Regions from separate parts of the Gossypium hirsutum genome. Here regions 2 and 3 are each linked to region 1. Evidence: chromatin contacts called from public Hi-C data. All regions are on one chromosome and are shown on one strand. Each heading gives the region's core, a stretch centred on a gene start, on an enhancer-like site or on the middle of the called end of the contact. The rest is flanking DNA. Distances are from core to core; before and after follow the strand shown. Region 1 holds the start of LOC107939153. Region 2 has its middle 41 kb from the start of LOC121208176. Region 3 holds the start of LOC107897127 (zinc finger protein 8).

What was found. Hi-C and Micro-C count contacts between places; a contact is called where the count stands out from the background.
Region 2: a Hi-C map of leaf shows a contact between it and region 1, with 2.3 times the contacts expected there. The contact joins the enhancer-like site here to the promoter of LOC107939153 in region 1. A contact is called at or near these places in 2 of 34 Hi-C or Micro-C datasets (callus and leaf).
Region 3: a contact with region 1 is called in a Hi-C map of leaf, with 3 times the contacts expected there. The contact joins the promoter of LOC107897127 here to the promoter of LOC107939153 in region 1. A contact is called at or near these places in 2 of 34 Hi-C or Micro-C datasets (both in leaf).

Annotation. Positions count from the first base shown.
Region 1 is chrA01:50,764,427-50,767,967 of Gossypium_hirsutum_v2.1, reverse strand. It overlaps LOC107939153, which reads left to right and starts at 1,629. Exons shown (of 16, transcript XM_041080111.1): 1 at 1,629-1,849; 2 at 2,057-2,126; 3 at 2,347-2,448; 4 at 2,599-2,652; 5 at 2,784-2,979; 6 at 3,062-3,321. The coding sequence starts at 2,645.
Region 2 is chrA01:49,810,960-49,814,500 of Gossypium_hirsutum_v2.1, reverse strand. No RefSeq gene overlaps it. Among protein-coding and RNA genes, the nearest start is that of LOC121208176, 41 kb to the right of the region's middle. Within about 2 kb of position 2,005, at least 7 of the 9 cell types and tissues checked have an H3K27ac peak or open chromatin away from gene starts, as enhancers often do. A contact at or near this core is called in leaf, where this site is marked.
Region 3 is chrA01:51,578,478-51,582,018 of Gossypium_hirsutum_v2.1, reverse strand. LOC107897127 (zinc finger protein 8) reads right to left here and starts at 1,873. Exons shown (of 1, transcript XM_016822474.2): 1 at 861-1,873. The coding sequence starts at 1,619. The coding sequence ends at 912.

The DNA.
Region 1 (3,541 bases), core at 380-2,879:
CAATACTTGGTCAAAAGAAATTTTTTTAAATTATTTTGTTGGAACATTTCAAGGAGACCTTTTGCAATTCCTAAAAAGATGGGAAGAATCTAAAAAAGGAAAATATCAAAAATGGCAATTAATCAATCAAATTCAAACTCCAAAAGATGTATTAAAAAGATTAACTTATATTCTAAAAACATAATTTTGTGGCTATATTGATAAAAAAAGATCAAGATAGTCTATCTAGTTATGCTTTGTCAAAAATTAAATTATGTGATAATAGATATTTAGAAGATTTTTCTAAAAAATTTCTTCATGAATATCAAAAACTAAAAAAATGAAAATATAAAATTTTGGAAAAAAAAACAACATTTCCATAAATTCCACCACCATGGGATGAGATATGTATAAAAAAGTACGATTCTTATTTAGAAAAATAGAGTAAAATATCTGGTGTGGATTCAGAAACTATAGACTCTATAGGAAATAGAATTAATTTTGCGAAGGAAAGTAAAGCTTCTAAACAAGTTAAGCATAAATTAAGTAATAAACATTGTACAAAATTTCTAGAAAATGAATGGAAATTTGGATGTAAATGAGTACGTCCTATTACTTATAGAAAACATAAAAAGAAAAATAGGAGATATAAGCTAGTTAGATGAAAGCCACAAAATAAGATAAAAAAAATTCTGGTAAGAAGAAAAAATTCTTTAGAAGAAAAACTTATAAAAATTCTAAAAAAAATGTAAATGTTTTATATGTGATGAAGAATGTCCTATAGCACCAAGTTGTCCTAATAAAGGAAAAAGTGCAAGAAAAATAATTAAGACAATTGAAGAACAAGATTTAGAAATATGTTATGAAGAGGAAATAAATCCTGACGAAATATTATATGAATTAATATCAGAAACAGATTCTGATACAGAGGATAAAGAATATATATATTTATGTTCAATATAGGAAGTAGTTCTAATAATCAGTTAGAAGAAATTTCTAAGAATGAACATAAATATATATTTTTCATCATCTGTATCAGAATATGTTTCTGATATTAATTCATATATATGGTGCGAGAAAGAGGGAGAGAGATGGGTCTAGGGAAAAGGGAGAGGACGAGTGTAGGGTAGGGATTTTCAGTTTATTTAATATTAATATAATATTTTAATTTATTATTATATTTTTTAAAATATTTATTTTATATATTTTTAAATTTTATAATTTATATATTATGATTTCTTGTCAATAATATATTTTTTATTTTTATATATTTTTAAATTTATTATTATATTTTTTAAAAATATTTATGTATTTTTATATATTTCTTTAAAATTTTTAGAATTAGGATCAAATTGAGATAATTGTAAATTTCGAAGGTTAATTTTTTAAAATTATGATTAAATTGATATAATATGTAAAAGTTGAGAGTTAAATTTATTATTATATCAATTTTTTTAATTGTTATATTAAGTTGCTGCTTGTGATTTTTAGAAAAGTGACTAAAATAATCAAATTATTTAATATGAATACTTAAATTATAAACCTTTTATTTTAAGTGCCTAAAATAAAAAATTTTGATATTGGGTTAATTACATAGTTTACGCTTTAAAAAATACAATGTTGTAGGATTGGATAAAGTTGAGAGGTAAATTACATCTCAACTAATCCCAAAAAGAAATTAAAAACAAAACTTGGGCGCTTGCTTCCGTACGACGGCGTTTTAGGTCCCCTAATTTTCAGATAAAGACCGTTCGGTGTAGTTTGACAAGTAAACTCGATTCAACAACGCTCAAAGCCCAATTCTTTTGTATTTGATACCATAGAGTTTTGTTCCCGGAATCCCGCGTGATAAAAATGTTGAATTTCCCAGGTAATTCTTTCTTTTTTTTGGGTCTTAGATTCTGCTAATTAGTTTGTTTTTTAAAGTTAATCAGTTCTTGGATTTGATTTTTATTTTCAGTCTTTCTTATCAATTTAATTGAAAACCCTAATTTCATCAATTCATGAACGATTCCCGCTCTATCAATCTTTGAAGTTTTGAAAATTATGATATATGTACTTTTTTGTTCTTTATCAGAGCTGTGGATATGAAAGAAAAGAAAACAATCTCTCCACTTAGGCGCATTTTAGTGAATTGTACGGCACAGGTTTGTCCATGAAGTCCCAATTTGTTCTACTGATTTAGTATCATTACATCTAGTTGCGGGATTTTCTTTTTTTGTTTGCAGTACGCTTTAAGTTCATGAATGAGTAATTTTAGGTTGAAAATGAACAAAAATATGATTGCAGAAAGATATTACCTTGAACCTGCTGTTAAATTCTGCTTGTGGTCAGCTCATTGTTTCGATTACAATTGTGTCTTTTCAGGTGAATGAATACGGCGCCTGTGTTGCAGCAAAAGTTCCTGAAGTTGAACGTGATATGTGTTTGAAAGAATTTCTTGCACTAAAGACTTGCATGCAGAATACGGTATCCATATTTTAGGATTGTTTAGGAACATATTTTTATATTAAAAAAGAAATACACCGTATTTGATAATTGGGTTGCAAAGATCTTATCTTTTTCGTTCTTGAAAAACTGTGCTAAGATTAATGTTTTCAACTTTCTTTTGATTTATAGCTCCGGGGAAAGGTGTAATATTTGGAGCTTTGGGTTTGCAGTTTGTATGATAAGGTAAACCCAATGAACTTTTCTGTTTATTCTTTGATGCTAGTTTTTAAGTTATGATACATTCTTTCTTTTGTACTGATACTATCTTTTGTGCTTTATTGGTGTTATTATTCACCAGCAATTTGAATTTTCAGGCTAAAAATACAAGATAACCTTAGAAAGATGGCCTGGAAAGCTTCAAGTTCGCAAGCTAGTGTTGGTGGTCTGGGATCTGGTGCTCTATCACATGTTTTCATACAATATCCCCCTCTCCATTGCAACAATCCTGGATCAAGAGGTTTCTATTATGATGATGGAAATAAATTACTCATCTCTCCTACATCTGACCAGGTTTAATAGTTCTGAACTTAAATAGCATTGTAGAAGCATTTTAGATATTGCAGTTCCATATTTTACATTCTTTTCTGCACAGATCTTTTCGTGGAAAACTGCTCCATTTTCTCCTCTTGCTGCCCCTATCACTGATTCGATAACTGAAGGGCCTATCTGTTCTGTCCGGTTTTCTCTAGATGAAAAGATTATAGCAGTCCAACGGTCCAATATTTCTATACAATTTTGGCATAGAGAAACAGAGGAAACTTTCACTCACAGGTGCAAATCCGAGTCAGAGAGTATACTGGGGTTCTTCTGGACAGATTGTCCATCATGTGATATTGTAATTGTGAAGACCAGGTAGGGAGAAGTTTCTTGTCTGTCTTACTTGTACAGTGGATAATGATTTTGTCATTGTGTATATCTCAAACTGATGTTTTACATATGAATTTAGCTTCTACTGAGATATGATTTTCCTGGAAAGGAATAAAATTTTGTATAATAGCAATGTTACTTTGAAGCTGAATTCTCACTTCACTTTAACTTGGATATCTAATGTACAAAGTTTCCATGGTTATAC
Region 2 (3,541 bases), core at 756-3,255, 950 kb after region 1:
CCCACCAGTTGAGCATTCCTCAAATCAAAAAAACAACTCCAGTAGAAAAAACCCGATACAACCACATAATAGCTTACCACACACCATAAGGAACATAAGTCTCACTCCAAAATTCACCACCATGCCTTAAACAAGTCAGATTTTTCCATACCTACAAACGCCAGTGCAAAGGCCATCATATTAACTTGCTTTTCCGTTTTCGAGAAAGAGACATAACCAACTCTACACCTCCTACTTTCCATTTCCGTGAAAAAAGTATGCAGCAGCCACGGTGTAACACCATTGTTCTCAACCCAATTAAACACCTCAATGGATCTAACCTCAATGCTTAGAAAGCTTTTACTTTTCCACCCTATCGCTAAAAAGCACATCGAAAACAATGATAATCGTGCCCACCTCAACTGCAAAGGATTATTTCGCTGCAACTGTTCCTGAGAACAATGCCCTTACCACCCCATCAGAGTCTTTTAACACCCCTCCACACCCGACTTCATCCTTAAACTCCACACCACATACATTAAATTTACCCAACCAAAAACTCTAAGGACACCAAAACCTGCCATTCAATCGCCAACTTCTAAACGGACAAATCCACCATGATCTCTCATCCACTCTTAATTCTTCTTATACCGATCTAATCCACATCAAAGCCCGCATCATTGAATGAAAAAACCAAAATGGACATTCTAGCCCATTTCCTTCCAAACACCAACTCATTCCTTATTAGCCATACCGACCAGCAAGCTGCAGACACACATTCACCGGATCTCTGATGCACAAGGACAACTACTTCCCATTTGGCTAAATAGCACGCCTTTTCGAATCAGAAACTCCTTAGAAGAAAGTCTCATCCATAAGAAATTTCTTGCTCTAGGGGCACCTTCAACTACCAAATTTTGTCAAAAGTGAGACGAAAATCACCACACCTTCTTTGATAAAAAAATTCAGTAAATTCCTCACTAAAAACTCTCCCTTGCATCATGAAACCAAATTAATCTATCCTCCCCCTCAAGCATCAACACCTTACTGCTAACAGCTTCCTTTAAAAAGGGCAAGCATTTTCAACTCCCTTATTAACGATTAAACGAAACGGTCTTGGAAATTCCACTCTCAGAGGCCTGACACCATACCATATAACCTCCCAGAACAATATCGTATAACCATTAGCTCTCTCGAACGACCCACTGCAACTGCAAACCTAACATCAAAATTATTGACACCCCAAAATCTTCTAATTAAATCCCCTAATACTTCCTCTAACTTTGTCTCCTGTAAAAAGCATACATACATACAGTCGCCCTGTGCAATCTAACTAATCTACTCACCATTGCTACTTTAACTTCTACACCCAGCCCCTAAATATGCCATTAAGCAATTCTTATATCACCCAACCAAAAAATCCAAAAATCAGAAAATATCAAGAATAAAGACACACCTGTTGATGCATTGGAGTTTTATGATTTCTTTGACACCTTTGCTACTGATATTCAAGCCTCATAATATCCTCGATAACATCTCTTTCATCTCTCCTAACTCTTAACCCCAATTTCTTCCCTACTTCCCAGATCTGCTTTGCTTCCCTAAGAATTACCTTCCCCCTATTGCTCATGTCTGAGTCCGACAGTGATAAATTCACAATTTTTTCTTCGCTCCTAGACTCTTCTCTGCCCTTTTCTTTTTTTCCAAATTCTATCCCTCTTTTGTTTTTCTTTAGAATTCAGCACCCCGTCTTGAATTGCTCGCATAGAACTAATTTTTTTTATTAAAATGCTTCATATTTCTTCTCCTTCGGATTATTTGTTGAAATTCTTCGTCAATCTCCTGACAAAAGCCCCTACCCCCTGTTTCTGGAACTTCTAAATTATTTGAAGATGTCTGTTCTGCTATCGGGATATTTACTTCACTCAAATGCTACCCTTTTTTTTCTGATTGAGCCCACTCATTCTTCTACCACCAACTGCATATCTGAATTCCCACTTGGGCCAAAAACTAAATCCATACCCATATTAACAACATCCTCCCTAGCCCGATCCCCTGAGCCCATAACCAATGTTAGACCCATATCAACTACATCCTCCCTAACCCGATCCCTTCTATTAACTCCAAAATCTTCTCCCGCTAAAATTCCAGAGCTACTAGCATCATGATCACCTTCATTAAATTCTCCCAACATTTTTTGACATTCTCTTTCTACTCTTTCATTTTCAATGTCTTTTTCCATAATTATTTTCGCCAGGATGTTTCGGTTGCCTTCCGGGAATTCTCAATTTTCAGACCAATCACCGATTCTGATTTCGACACACTTTCATCAGCCACCTCCTATCGGCTTTCCATATTCGAAGAAATGTTTTTAGATTCCTTTGACCATCCTTTTTCTCTTACACTGACCGAAAATTTAATGTCTCCCACCTCTAATAATACTACTTCTTCTACCTTTTTTAATTGTGTGATTGAGATCAGCATCTCAATATTCTCAAAATTCTTTATTCCTGACAAATTCTCCTCCATCGACAGCAGAGTGCCCCATTTGCCAGCAACCCTTTTAAACGTTTCGTAATTCCAGCAGTGCATAGGAACCCCAAATATTTCGATCCATGTAACCCTCTTAGAGAACACTATCTTTTCTGACCAAGATTTAATGTGAATGAAGAATTCCTTCAAATACGACCACTTTCTCTGTTTCAATATATCTAATAGTTCTTCGTCCGAAATCTCAATAAGGAAATAATTTCCTCTAATTCTCTTCACACAAATTTCACCAAGACCCATCTTCGCAATTCTCTCAGCTAAACTCTTTGTTTCACAGAAAGAAGACACCACCAAACATTTCTAAAGTTTCCACAGTAACTACAACTTTTGTTTTATTCGGCTCTCTTGCACTCAATTCATCTCCGATACTTCTTTCAAGCATGTTAGCTTTCCTTGCTTCCTCTAACTCCTTTTCAGCTTCCTTTCTTCTTGTCACATCTTCCACACCTTTATGTTTTGCTTCTTTGATTACCAATGTTTTACGTTGCATAGTTGCCCTCCTCCATATTTCTCTCCTGCCTTTAAATCTTGCTATCTTCACCCAGATTCTACACCCTAAAATCACAAAACCATTTAGTCGTGATATCGTCCTCTGAGCATCTAAGAAATTGATGAATCTAACAAATCCAAATCTTTTGCCACATTTACTTTTTTTCTCTGGTATGAAAGCATCGACCACCTTGCCATGATAAATAAATAATGTCCATAACCCTTTCCAATGCATAGTCACCGGAATATTGAACACGAACATCGTAATCTGATAATCACCCGATTCCATTATCGTGAAATATTTTTCAAATGTTAGCTAAAATCCTAAACCCTAAAACCCTAAACCCTAAACCTTAAAGTCCATTTTGCATCTAACGTTGGATCATCCTTATCCATCTACATATCAAGTCGACATCTTTCTTCGTAACCCTATTCACCCCAGAATTCAAGATAATCAGATTAGCTTTAATAGTAAATTTTGAAGCAATCAAATCTCCATTCATTTATTCTTTTTCAAAGATAC
Region 3 (3,541 bases), core at 624-3,123, 810 kb before region 1:
CAATCTGACAGTTAGTGTTAAAGATCAAAGAAAAAAGTTGTTTGAATTTTATTCGCAGATTTGTGATATCCATAGCTATTTCATGAAAAAAAAAAGCTGAACTATAGAAGAGAAGGAAAAGAGAGCTTTCAATTTGTGCAGGCAATGCGAACAAAAAAAGTCATATAACATCGATTTTAATAGCCCGTCGACTTAAATGAAATGTTTTGAATAATTTAGTGACCAAAACGAAAATTTACCCATAATTTAATGAGTGATGGTGTAATTTACCCTAATATTTATATTAATATTATATAAATTTATTATTTGTATATCATAATCTATATAAAAATTATTTGGCACTTATAAACTAATATGTTTTTAAAGTTATAATAAAATTTAAATATATAAAAAAAAGAAAAGAAATATGACAGTTTTTTTTTTGTTACATTGGTAAGTTGATGTAGCAAATATCAATGTATGATATAAAAAATGATGAATTTCATCATTTTAGCTAAATACTCGTATAAATTCTGTGTATATATTGAAGTTTTTTGTCACGCTCCGACAGACAACATATAGGTTTATGTACACGTGTGTAGCTACAGAGTTGTTCATGTGCTACTCTCTGGTAGCTACTTGGAAGACAGAAATATTCCTCACACGTGTGAAGTTTTTCTGAAAATAGGTACGACATAGATTGCCGCTGTAAGCCGGTACCATGTTTTAGCTAAGCTTGAGGTAAACTATTTGGGTTTTTGGGTTTTTCTTTGTAAAGCTTCCATAATGAACAGAGAGAAGCAAACTGCTTTTAGTTTAGATTAGTGAAGAGATTGTAAATCATTTCATTTACATACTAAAAATAGTAAAATCCAAGATGCTAAAAGGGAAAAACACATGATATTTTCTTTTCAAGTTTATTACGAAATGAATTACAGATGTAGATCCAAGCTAACATTGTCTTTAACGCTTGCCTTCGTTTCATAAACGTACCTATGACTCTCGGAACTTGAATCACCACCACCGCCAGCCTGAGACGACGGCAGAAACTCATCACCGGCGAACAACGGCAACGGATGCGCTGATGAACGGTCACGGTTGAAATTACAGGAGTTAGTTTGAAGCGTAGCAGGGATTCTCCAAACACCCAGTGGATTGCCATTGATGGGTGGTGGAGGGTTAGAAAACCTAGTGCTAATGGTATTGTTCCATGAAGGGTAAGCGGGCATTGACGGCATCGAGGGTGAGGGTAGCCTATAGTTAAAAAAGCCATAAATATCATTATGAGCATCGGATAAAGAAAAAGAATTGTTGTGTTGCCGTTTGGCATGTTGGCGTTCCCTTTTGTGAGCGTTTTGGTGGCCACCTAAAGCTTGGGAAGTGAGAAAGTTTCTGCAACAATAGTGACACTCAAATCTTCTGCTGCTGTTGTTATTATTATCTCCATTCTCGTTGTCCTTGGTAGTGTCTTCATTGTTGTTGTTGTTGTCGGACTCGGTGGCCTCCGTCGCTGAGTCGCCGCAGCCGAAGTCCTTGCCGAATAAACGAATAGCACCCTTTTCTTTAACAGGGGAAGGGCGGATAAAGGGAAGCTGGGAGAAGGATTCCACGTTCATGAAATCGTGTGTTTCCTTCTCCATGGAAGTTGCTGCTTCTTTTTCTTTGGGTTAAGCAGAAGGGAATTGAAGGGGAAAATCAAAACGAGGGAGCAGAGAAAAGAAAGGAAAGAGGAAGGTAGCTAATATTGGGCGGAAGTGGGACCTATAAAACAAGGGATTCATCCATGGTGGAATGAACCAGCCATGGCCATGAATATGAATATGAAAGTGAGGGCTGACAAGCCCAAAAGTGAGGGGCTGGGCGGGGACTTTTTCATTTTTTATCCTGATAATCGTCTTAAAAAATGTTATTTATAAAGAAAAAAAATCTGAAAATGCAATGCAAGTTACTACTACATTTAAATAATTTATTTTTTTATGGAATGTAATTTACAACTATACTTAAATAATCTTATTTTTTATTAATATTTACACTAAATTATCTCACTTAATTTTTTTTTGTTAGTGTTCATAGTCGATAATAGTAGTTAATTCTCTTGTAGCGTGTGCTTTCTGAAGAGATAAATGATTGGTCATAAAATATATTATGAATCTTCAATTTTATAATTAAAGGATAAAGTGAACAACCATAACACTACGCTCTATAATTATTTTAAATTTTATTTACTACTTTAGCCTTCCCCTTTGATTATAATGTTTTCCTTTTTGGTTCTCAAATTTTAGATAATATTTTATATTATATTATTTTTTAAAGTAAATAGAAATATTTATAAAATTAGAATACATTATTATAATTTTTATAAAATTAAAAATAAATAAAAATATGAAATATTATTTGATACATAAGCTTTATTAAAATTTAAAGATTATTTAAGGATACATGTAAATTTCCCAATGTTACAATCAATCATATATGTGAAGTCCTAAAAATATTAGTAGAAAATAGTTATAAAATTAAAAATAAATATGTTAGATAGGAGGCACAACCTTAATGAAAAATCAATTCGCCTCGTCTTAAAACCCAACAAATATAAATGGTGGTTATAGTTTTGCTACTTTTCACTTAAAATTTTCTAGTATCTTGTGGAAAGTTCTGCTACAACCTCCTAACATCATGAAATTTTACTTTTATGTTACCAACAGGCCCTCACCTCCTTATCCTTTTTTTTTTCTTATTTCTATAATTTGTTAAATAAGTGAAAAAAATGTAGATAATTAAACCTGATTCTATATTAAAAGAAGGAGGTTAAATTGTTTGGTGAGTCCTTGAAGAATAAATTAATCTACCAACTACAATTTAATTTTGAAACTTTGAAATTTAAAAAATGTTGATTTCTCATTTTATAATAAGGTGAAAAGAGAATTAGAGTAAGAAAAAATTGGTTAAATTATTCACGTTATTTTAAAAAATAATACATTTAAATAAATCAAGTTTTGGGTATTTGGAGATGATTGAGTAATAGTAATTAAGATGGTATTCTTAGTTGACCAATTCACTTTTGATCATTAAAAGAAATAATGGGCAGAGCAATAAATAAAAATAATGGGAAAGTGTGAAAGGTTTATATTATGTATACCAATCCAATTGAAAGGAGAAATTAATGAGTTACCAAAGGATATTAATTAATCTTTTCAAAATATTAAAAGACGGTATTTTTCCTGTTTTGCTATCAATCTTATTATACAAACACATGTTCCCTTTGCTACTTATTGTGATGGTGACAACAGAGCTAGTTATGAATTCAAATTTGACATCTTATTTGTGACCACACATCAATCCCCTCTTGCAATGGGGATCTTTTAGGATTTCATTTTCTCTTTTTACTTGCATCTCAATAAATTATATATATCTTTTATATTTTATACATATATAAAAATGAAATAGATTGTTTTGATGTGATCGAATTTAAGCTTAAATTTTAAAAACCTTTTTAAAATTAAATATGATTCGATTTAATTCATAAAAAAAGATTGGATTTAAAAGTATATTAAATTAGAATATA